2 separate regions of the Gadus morhua genome follow, and region 2 is linked to region 1. The links are chromatin contacts, called in public Hi-C maps. All regions are on one chromosome and are shown on one strand. The core of a region is the stretch at or near the end of the contact, and the rest is flanking DNA. Distances in the headings are between cores, read along the strand shown. Region 1 holds the start of rwdd (RWD domain containing 4). Region 2 holds the start of LOC115530038 (PC-esterase domain-containing protein 1A).

Region 1 (4,458 bases), core at 1,553-4,052:
TTTCCGACACACGAGTCAAAAGTGCATTTGTTTTTTTATTTTTCCATAAAAATGTCAACTTTAAAGGGGGACCACACTCTTGTCAAATAATTAAATGTTTTTTTATAGTTATAAATACTACGTAAAATATTGAGTGCATCCTTGAAGGCCATCAGGTTGCTGCAGTATTTTTGTTTTTTTATCACTTGAGGACTACAGGTAAGCATCGTAGGACAACAATGGCAGTGGTGCACATCCATCTTCCATATGACAACACTGTCAACTGACTCGATGTCTCATCCAACCGTTATAGTGACTGTTCCCCCTCCTCCTAGCCCTCCACCATAAGCGGTATCAAAACGTGAATAAAACCAAACACTCGGGTGGGGGGGGAGAGAAAAGCACAAGGTTTGTTTGTGAATCTAAAACCCTCTTTGATAAGAAGAATTCCTAAACAGCCGTGCGACACCTACACCTCACAGAATGGCTCTGGCCTCCGATCGAGTGCTGAAACGAGCGGTTTTACTTTAAACTTTGGGACTGCGACATTTTTCGAGGACTCGGCGGTCGTGATCGCAGCTTCTTCAGTTGCGAGCCGGTGTTGTTGGATTTAGGGGGCCGAACTGAATTCTGCACAATCCACTTGAATCCGTCTTGTAAACGCCCGGCACCTTAAATCCGCCCTCTTCTCTTCCACAGTATTCACCTAGTCGTTCATCCCTCCGGTTCTGCTAAGCTAAAAAAACAAACAAATAGTTAGAAGCAAAGTGTCAGATATTGTTTTTGTAATGAGGAAAATATATGCATGAATATGTCCAGAAAGGTTTTTACTCACATGCTGGAAGATGAATCCGTCAGTGTAAACATATTCAAAGAAACGACAAAGATATTGACAGGTTATATGACAGAACAGGTCATTTTGTACATTGTCAACCATTGGCATCTAGTGGAGTAAAGGGGAGAAACAAAATAAATAAAACGTACCTTGATAACGTCACACCAGTCCCAGCCTCGGGGCATTTCCCCCTTGTTATCTGAAACGTAAATTATAGTTTAATCCACTGCTTCTTCACCGATTCCATGCAATCATCTTTGAGCTGGAACAGCCTTAGAATCTGAAATAATAGGTTTTCAATTTACCCGTCCTACAAGTTATCCTCCTTTTTTGTGATTTTGTGAGCTGTTCCTTTTTCTCCTTTTTCTTGCCCTCTGTCGCTGTCGTGTCATTGGAGATCTGCATCCGGAAAGTAGATTTTGGTGATTAATATATTTGAAATATGATATGGGTCTCATGATATTGTCTGATCTGTTATCAAGCTAATTAATTGTTTATCTCTTCCAGGCCTTAGCATTGCATTTCATTATTAGTTTGCTAGTCAAGCCAAAGTTAAAGGGGCAGTCCAATGTGCTTCAGCACATTCAGGCTACCGTTAGGGTAGTTGGAACGAATTTTAAGGGTGAGATTACACCCTTAAAACTGCATTTATGTGTATATCCATCATGTCTTTCTCTCTGCTTGTGTCCCCTTTCACAGGGACTTCCAACACTGCGTATGTGTGTTGTCTAGGGAGTGTAGGCATACTCTCACCTCAGAGGTATTTCACACACCTGGAATTCTGTTTGTCAAACCCTGAACACCCACGTTTCCATCTAGAGTTCTGGCTATTCACCACAGTTCTGGTCTGACGGGCGGAAAGTTTCCGATTCCTAATACCCCAGAAGTATCTCAAAAGGACTAAGCCCACAAAGTCCAGCGAGCCCACTGACCACAGCGGTGACGACGGGCTGATGATCCTCCATGAGGCTCTCCTGGTTCTCCTTGGCCCACTCAAACAGCGTGTACATCATGGCCTCGCCCAGGCTGGCCTCTGCCTGCTCCTCCACCTTGGAGACAATCTGCTGCTTCGTCAGTGAGGATCTGTGGCGGTAGAGTTGGGAGGGGTGAGGAAAAGTAAGTAAGAAAAATAAGATAAACAATTAAGAAGTGGGTTTTTGATTTGATCTTAAACGAGGTCTACATGGTTCAACCGTTGTGGATTTCAATCTGGAAATGTCAGATTTCGATTGGTACTCACATTCTGTTATTAAAAAATGCAACTAGGGATATCTGAGGGGCGGTAGCTGGGTAGGATTCCGGCCACGTGAAATCAAGAATGAAGGCTTTGGTGTCATCAAGTTCTCCCACCTGTGTTGAAAGAAACTCGTCACTCGTATAGCAAAAGGTAACGGATTTAATTTCCATCATATACATTACATTACATTGATTCAACAAGTGGCCAACTCACCCTGTACTGAAAGGACACAGGGCTGATCTCTTTGAAACACTCATCCCCCTCGTAGATGGAGCGGAGAACCTCCAACTCCATCTAAAAACACATTAAAACAACTGGTTAAGTGAGGAGACGAGCTGACCAGTTTGGGATGCACATGGTTTTCACAAATGTATTCAAATGAAGAGTAGAGCTGCGATTCCTTTAGGACGGACATGTCTATCGATGTTCCCCTACGCGACAGTAGTTAGTCAAACTAAACACAAACAGATAGCCTTTAAACACAATGATAATTACTTAGCGACTAGTTAGCTGGCTAGCAACCCGCATTATCAGTATACCTCTTGATCCTCGTTGGCTGTCATCTTCTGTCAGAAGCTGACTGACTCTAGTGTCCTTCTAGAGTCCTTTTTCGAATAAAAACTGTAATACGTGAAGTTACCGTCTCATTACTGTAAGCAGAAGTTAAGGTTCAATATACATTTTCTACTATCATAGCTGAGTTGACGAGCGGCCACCGTGATATGTACGGCGCATGCGTACTATACATGAACTCTGAACCCTATGACAACTCCGCCTATCAGTAAGTGGAAAAGAGCATTTCTATGTGTCATTATTATTCGTATGTTTGTCACATTATTATTGATTGTACATGTTTTTATTATTTTATCCGCGTTACCAGATTTGTTTAAACTCCGAACCATTAGCCACGCAGTGTGAGCGAAACGACCGTCTATTGATTGTACCACTAGGTGGCGCTTGGACTTCATTTTTTTAAATAGTTAGACTTAAAAAAAGATGGTACATTTCTACAAGGTTAACTGCGAGAGATAATGTGTCTGGGAAATGCTGAGTGCACTCAATAGCCATGGTAAAATCACGTATCAACCCCACCCCGAGTAAGCCAGCTTTGGATGTGAGCCTTTTGCAGCTATTTGTCTGTCTGTGTGGTTGGGTTAGGTGTTGAGGCTGGGCCAGACAGTGTGAAGGCCTGCGATGGTCTCACAAGTAGTTTAAATGCATCAAATTTGGAGTAGTCCAGTCCTGTTATTGTGGTCCCATATGTTCTATAATTCCCAGCGTTGTATACAGTTGCTGAAACCAAGATTACCAACTTGCCCCCCCCCCCCCCCCCCAAGTCCCTGCTGCTGCATATGGAGTATGATTCGAAAGTAAATCAAAGCCAATGCCGTCTCCCGTGGCCGTCTTTAATACCTAGTATTAACATTTACACAAGAAGGGAAATGCTCCGAGCCCTTTTGTCAATTTCAGTCAAATTGGATTCAAGCGTGTAGTTAATTGAAGGTAAAGCTGCCGTTTCCATTCCAAGTGGAGAAAGAATACTGAAGTTCATTCCCTCGCATCCGTGCCCTGTGATTTAACATTTCTCATGTTCAACGCCTTATGCTAGCGTGCAGATTGCCATCGCTAAATCGACTCCCAGATAATTGTTTTATGTCTGGTGTAGGCGTTCTGGTGTCACCCAATAATTAAATTTTACATTATAGAAAACCAACATAAATATTAAGTAAATGTTTCATTTCTGAGATTGGTACAACCTAATCTTGATGTTCCCCTCTCATGGGCCCATGGTGATTGGCTGGGAATGGATATTCCTGGCATGAGCAGGAATGAATTGTTGTTGTGCATGCATGCTTTATTTCGTTATCCACCACCCCAGATTTATACAATTATTGCAATCTATAAATGCAACAAAACCTGACTATCAAGTCGTTTATTCTACAAATTAGCTTGCATCGCTTGTTAACCAAGGATAAAATAATATCTGAATAGAATCCAAAAACTCAACCAGAAGGCCAACATCTTAATTTTGAGTAATCCCTTGATTAAGATCCCATTGTTGGCTTGATTCCTGCCAAGCGACTGATGGATAAATGAGAGAGCGGGACTGTCATGTTTTGTAAGTAATTTAAACTAATGTAAGAGAAAGCACTGTCATTTCATTGGTTATGTTTTTTGAATGCAGCCCTTGAGATATGGGCCCCCTGGTTCTGGAGCCCTGGTTCTGGGGTCACAGTTAACCCTTTGAGTCAGTCTGGAGTCAGCCACCCTTCATAATGTATTTGTATTCTCACTTTTAATTGAACATGTATTATGTCGCGCACATTGTGCCAAGTTGGCTCGGTGCCATTCTGAGGAGTCTTATCTCTTTCGAGTGCGGCTCTTTGATAAAAACAAAATTTGAAAT
Region 2 (4,463 bases), core at 1,015-3,514, 130 kb after region 1:
TATTCGGTGCATTCTAACACGTTCCGGGCTCTGCCGGCCTCATTAGCAGCCTCCACTGTGATTGTGATAGAAGACTCTATAAATACGCTGCAAATGGATGTAGGGCCCATATTTAAATTACCGAATCGGCGTAGAAAGGTCAATAAATAATCGGATATAGTAAACAAGAGTTAAATAATATATTTAAAAACTTGGAAAGTACAAATATAATGATATACAGCTTGTTTCAAGAAGATTCCAAAGGGAACTGGAGGTCGTGTACCCTCGTAGAATACATGGAGCGAGAGAGAGACAAACAGAGATAGACACACACACAAACACACACACACACACACTCTCACACACACACACCATTCTGTAAAGGTTACTTTGCTACACTAAGCCATACGGTGTGTCTTTCCAATCTGTGCCGACCTCCAGGGATATCGATATTCCATCTTTCCCTCAATTTTCGACTTGGTCGACAGAGACGGCCCAATCCTGGGGCTGCATCCATATTCCGCTCTCAACACCAAGAGATCCTCTCTCCGTACTCTGCTGAAGGAGCAAACGTTTGTGTGTGTGTGTGTGTGTGTGTGTGTGTGTGTGTGTGTGTGTGTGTGTGTGTGTGTGTGTGTGTGTGTGTGTGTGTGTGTGTGTGTGTGTGTGTGTGTGTGTGTGTGTGTGTGTGCGTGCCCCTCCTCATGGGGCACTCTGCGACAATAGAAACAGAGTGTGCCATGTCCCTGTGTTAATACCCACTCGTGTCTGGCAGATGGTGGGTTTACTGTTGAGTGGCTTCTCTTTTGTTGGGACCGGGAGGAAATAAAGGGGCGCACCCAGGAGGCCGTGGATCGTGAGAGACAACATCAACATTCAAGTTTGTTTGTACAGCCCTTATCACAATAACAGTCTCCGAGGGCTGCGCAGGCAACAGCAACAGGTGGATTAGACGGGCACCTCCGGATCCATAGACTCCAGGTTTAGGAGGGAACCAGGATACATTTTGAATGTTCATGTGTGGGCGAACTACTGAACTGGTGTTGGCAGAATGCAAGTTTGGGAAATAAATGTCCTTCGATGTTTTATGTATTTTCTGCTCAGAATTGTATACTTTTATTTATATCTTTTTTTTTTTTTTTATATCTTTGGTTCCAGCCCTTTCGTCATTGAGATCAGATCCAGTTATCGCACTGGATAAGGAGAAAGAGGACTTCTCCTTGCCACTGGTTTGGTTGCGATGCAGAGTTGTTTAACCACCTGTCTTTGTAGATTCTAAACATAGATCTCCAGCTAAATAAAAAAAAGGCCACCATGCCTGATACTCAAGATGGGATCCAAGGCTCCTTATACCTTAAATTTAAGATGCCAACAGTTACTCTTGAATAACGGTAAGGGATGTTCATTTGATTTTCTAATGAAACAGGGATAACTTTGTTCATATAGCGGAGGCCCAAGGTCTAACTTTGAATACATTTTGAGATTCTTGACATTTGAGAATATTGAAAAAGGGTATTAGACCAATGTAGCTGTTTTCTTTGTCGGGAACAAATGTAACGGCAAAAAAACTATTTTGCCACACTTGCACGCATGCGCAATCGTCCGTAGTTCAGAAATGGACTGGGCTGTAGTGCCACCTGTCGTGCCTATTGATAATATTGTTTCCCCAATTTCAAAAGATAATTCGATATAAATCCCTAATGAATTATTTGTTTTGTTTAACATGACGCCTAGACTTCCAAAGAAACCAATGGGCATCAAAAAGGGCGCGTTTTGAGTAACCAAAGTCCCTACTCATAGAGTGGCGCATAAAGTCACGCCGTTTCCGGTAGAGCCCATGGGACCTATGAGATCTAAAAATATGAATGGGTTTCAACGGAGAGAAAGTAATTATTTTCTGGTCCCAGTCTTTATATGCCCCGGATTACACACATGTTGTTTGTGGATTTAAATGATCATTTTTCATCCAAAGCAAACTAAACATTTTCGTGAAGAAGTTTGATAATGTTACGTATTTTCCAAGGGGAGGATAAAAGCATCGAAAGAGGTGAAAACCATTAGTTGGGGCACGTGGATAGTTTCAGTTCGATGGGAAGATTGTCGGTCTTGTTCACCCCAGTCGCAGGGAGCGTGACGGCACATACGTGACATGCAGTCTTTCTCATTGTGTTTTCACTACAGCCTTTAACTGAACAATTGCACAATAAACGGTCAAACTCTTCTCCGTTTATTGAAAAATTATCATTATAATTATTTTTCGATCTCATAGGTCCCATGGGCTCTACCGGAAGAGGCGTGACTTCGCCACTGCTATCATCAAAACTCTCAACTGCAGCGGATTAAGCTAATTAACTTTTTCTCTGTCGCCTACGTTGCACCCGAGACGTGTCGCTTCCTCTGCACACAATCCAATCTGTCCTCCATTTCGCAAAATACAACGGTATTCAAGTTGCCGTGGTTTTAATCGTTAAAGAATACATGCACTCATCGACATGCAGTATTATCCTATTTGTGGACGGTTTTAAACATTTTTTTAAAAAAACAAAAGCTGTGAACATGCTAGGATTTGTGACATTAAATGAAGCCAGCCAACTGCTGCACAACAAATTTGTTGTGATTCTCGGTGGTTCAGGTGAGAAAATCAATAGTTTGCACTTTAATGCTGTGTACTTGAATCAGCTACGACACTAATACATTAATTAAAAACCCTTCCGATTACATGTGCGTTTCAGTACAGCGCTCCATGTACAAGGACCTCGTCCTGCTGCTTCAGAAGGACACGTTCCTGACGAGCTCTCAGCTGAAGTCTAAGGTGAAGTGGGCCATCGACGACACTAGCTCTACATATTGTCCCCCTGTGGGGATTAAAGCAAGGGGAGGCCATTTTATAGTTGAATCATTTTTTCTTTTCTCTTTAAAACCTGCCAGCAATAAATCAATCGGGGTCTTAAAAAATTCAAAATGTAACTATGCTGCTGTTTCAGGCCTGTATTAAACCTGCGAATCGTTCCAGTTTCCAACTAATTGAATGATATAAAGAGCTGCATGACTTTATTACGGTTGGATACTTTCTAAAGCTAGGTTACTTTGGTTGGTATCTCCAAAGAAGCATAGAAAGGCAATTTAATTTAGAAGCATTTTTTGTTGGTTTGTTGAAATTCTCTTCGCACCAAGACGGCAATCAAGAAATCCAATGCTCTTGACACATTTTCACAAAACATCTGTTATCTGGCTGCAGCAGACCTGCAATAAAACCATCCAATCATTTAATTCTGCCCGAATTAATCTTTTGGACGACCTAGCTGTCAGTCTACCTACATTGTTTCCAGTTGGCTACTTAAAAAAATCATGATTTCTCCAAGTTGCCCATACAAGCTTTAATATGTAATATCAGGAATGTGCATTTGTAATTTTGACTACTCATCCAACTGTCACAAGCATATATTCAGTAAACCAATGTACACAAATCTTCTTTATTTACTTTACATGTAAATCCCTTCAACTTAATTGGGCATGTGACTTAATCTCCCAACCTTTTCTAAAAGGGTGAAGCTTCATTTGAACACGACGGCCTGGTTGAAGGTGGCAGTCTCGGGCCCTTGAGCAATGGCCCCGACTACAGGGAGGTGCGTCAGTACCGCTCGGAGCACCACCTGGTGCGCTACTACTTCCTGAGCCGCGTCTACTCGCCCTACATGGAGAGCATCCTGGAGGATCTCCGCGGAGGCCTCAAGCCAGACCTCCTCGTCGTCAACTCCTCCGTCTGTGACGTGTCCAGGTATCCATCCCTCCCTACTCTGTATTCTGTTGTTGATGATGTGCTCCCCTGCTGGGATTCTGTGGTGTGTGTGTGTGTGTGTACACTTTTTAATGTATATATTTGTCCAGCTCTCTCCCAGGGCACTGGGATCCAATTATAAGTAACCTATTCCATTATGGTGATGGTAGTCTTTAGAAAAGTTTGTTGCTTGTGAAGTTTTCATCACAAAAAAAAAAGAATTGACTTGACTATTCTATTGACGTAAGCATGTTTTTTTTTATTGAGGTGGTTGTGACCCTGGCATGTTAGACTGACTAAGGTGGAGGGTTGCTCACAAAGGTCCTGAATAGTTGTGTGTAGAAAGATGAACAAACCAAATTTTTAAGAATTCCAGTCGCAGCTGCACGAAATATCAATAGCATTCCTGATGTCCTTGTTTTCTCATGGAATTGACTGGATTCTACAGCGTATGCAAGTCAGTAGCATTCTGAGGAACACATTTTCTTTGGAATCCCTCACATAACGCAGTATGTGTAATACACGTCGGAGGTCGTCCAATTTCAATGATTGCGCTTCGCTGTGAAGCTCGAGCGACTTGGGGTTTAGTGACTTGCTTTGCAAAAGTATGATAGAAATCCAACTTGAAGTGGCTTCACATTGGTTCTTCAACCGAATGTTTACTTGCATAAGAGGCTTGTGTTGAAGTAAACTTTGTTCTACGTCA

What was found. A called contact is a pair of places that touch in the nucleus more often than the background predicts.
Region 2: a Hi-C map of heart shows a contact between it and region 1, with 10 times the contacts expected there. The contact joins the promoter of LOC115530038 here to the promoter of rwdd in region 1. A contact is called at or near these places in 5 of 6 Hi-C or Micro-C datasets (blood, gill, gonad and 2 more).

The regions. Positions count from the first base shown.
Region 1 is chr17:7,333,969-7,338,426 of gadMor3.0, forward strand. rwdd (RWD domain containing 4) reads right to left here and starts at 2,803. Exons shown (of 8, transcript XM_030338795.1): 1 at 2,591-2,803; 2 at 2,265-2,345; 3 at 2,055-2,164; 4 at 1,747-1,897; 5 at 1,120-1,213; 6 at 964-1,013; 7 at 815-817; 8 at 16-715. The coding sequence starts at 2,614. The coding sequence ends at 686.
Region 2 is chr17:7,463,756-7,468,218 of gadMor3.0, forward strand. LOC115530038 (PC-esterase domain-containing protein 1A) reads left to right here and starts at 2,265. Exons shown (of 7, transcript XM_030339218.1): 1 at 2,265-2,611; 2 at 2,712-2,791; 3 at 3,525-3,757. The coding sequence starts at 2,458.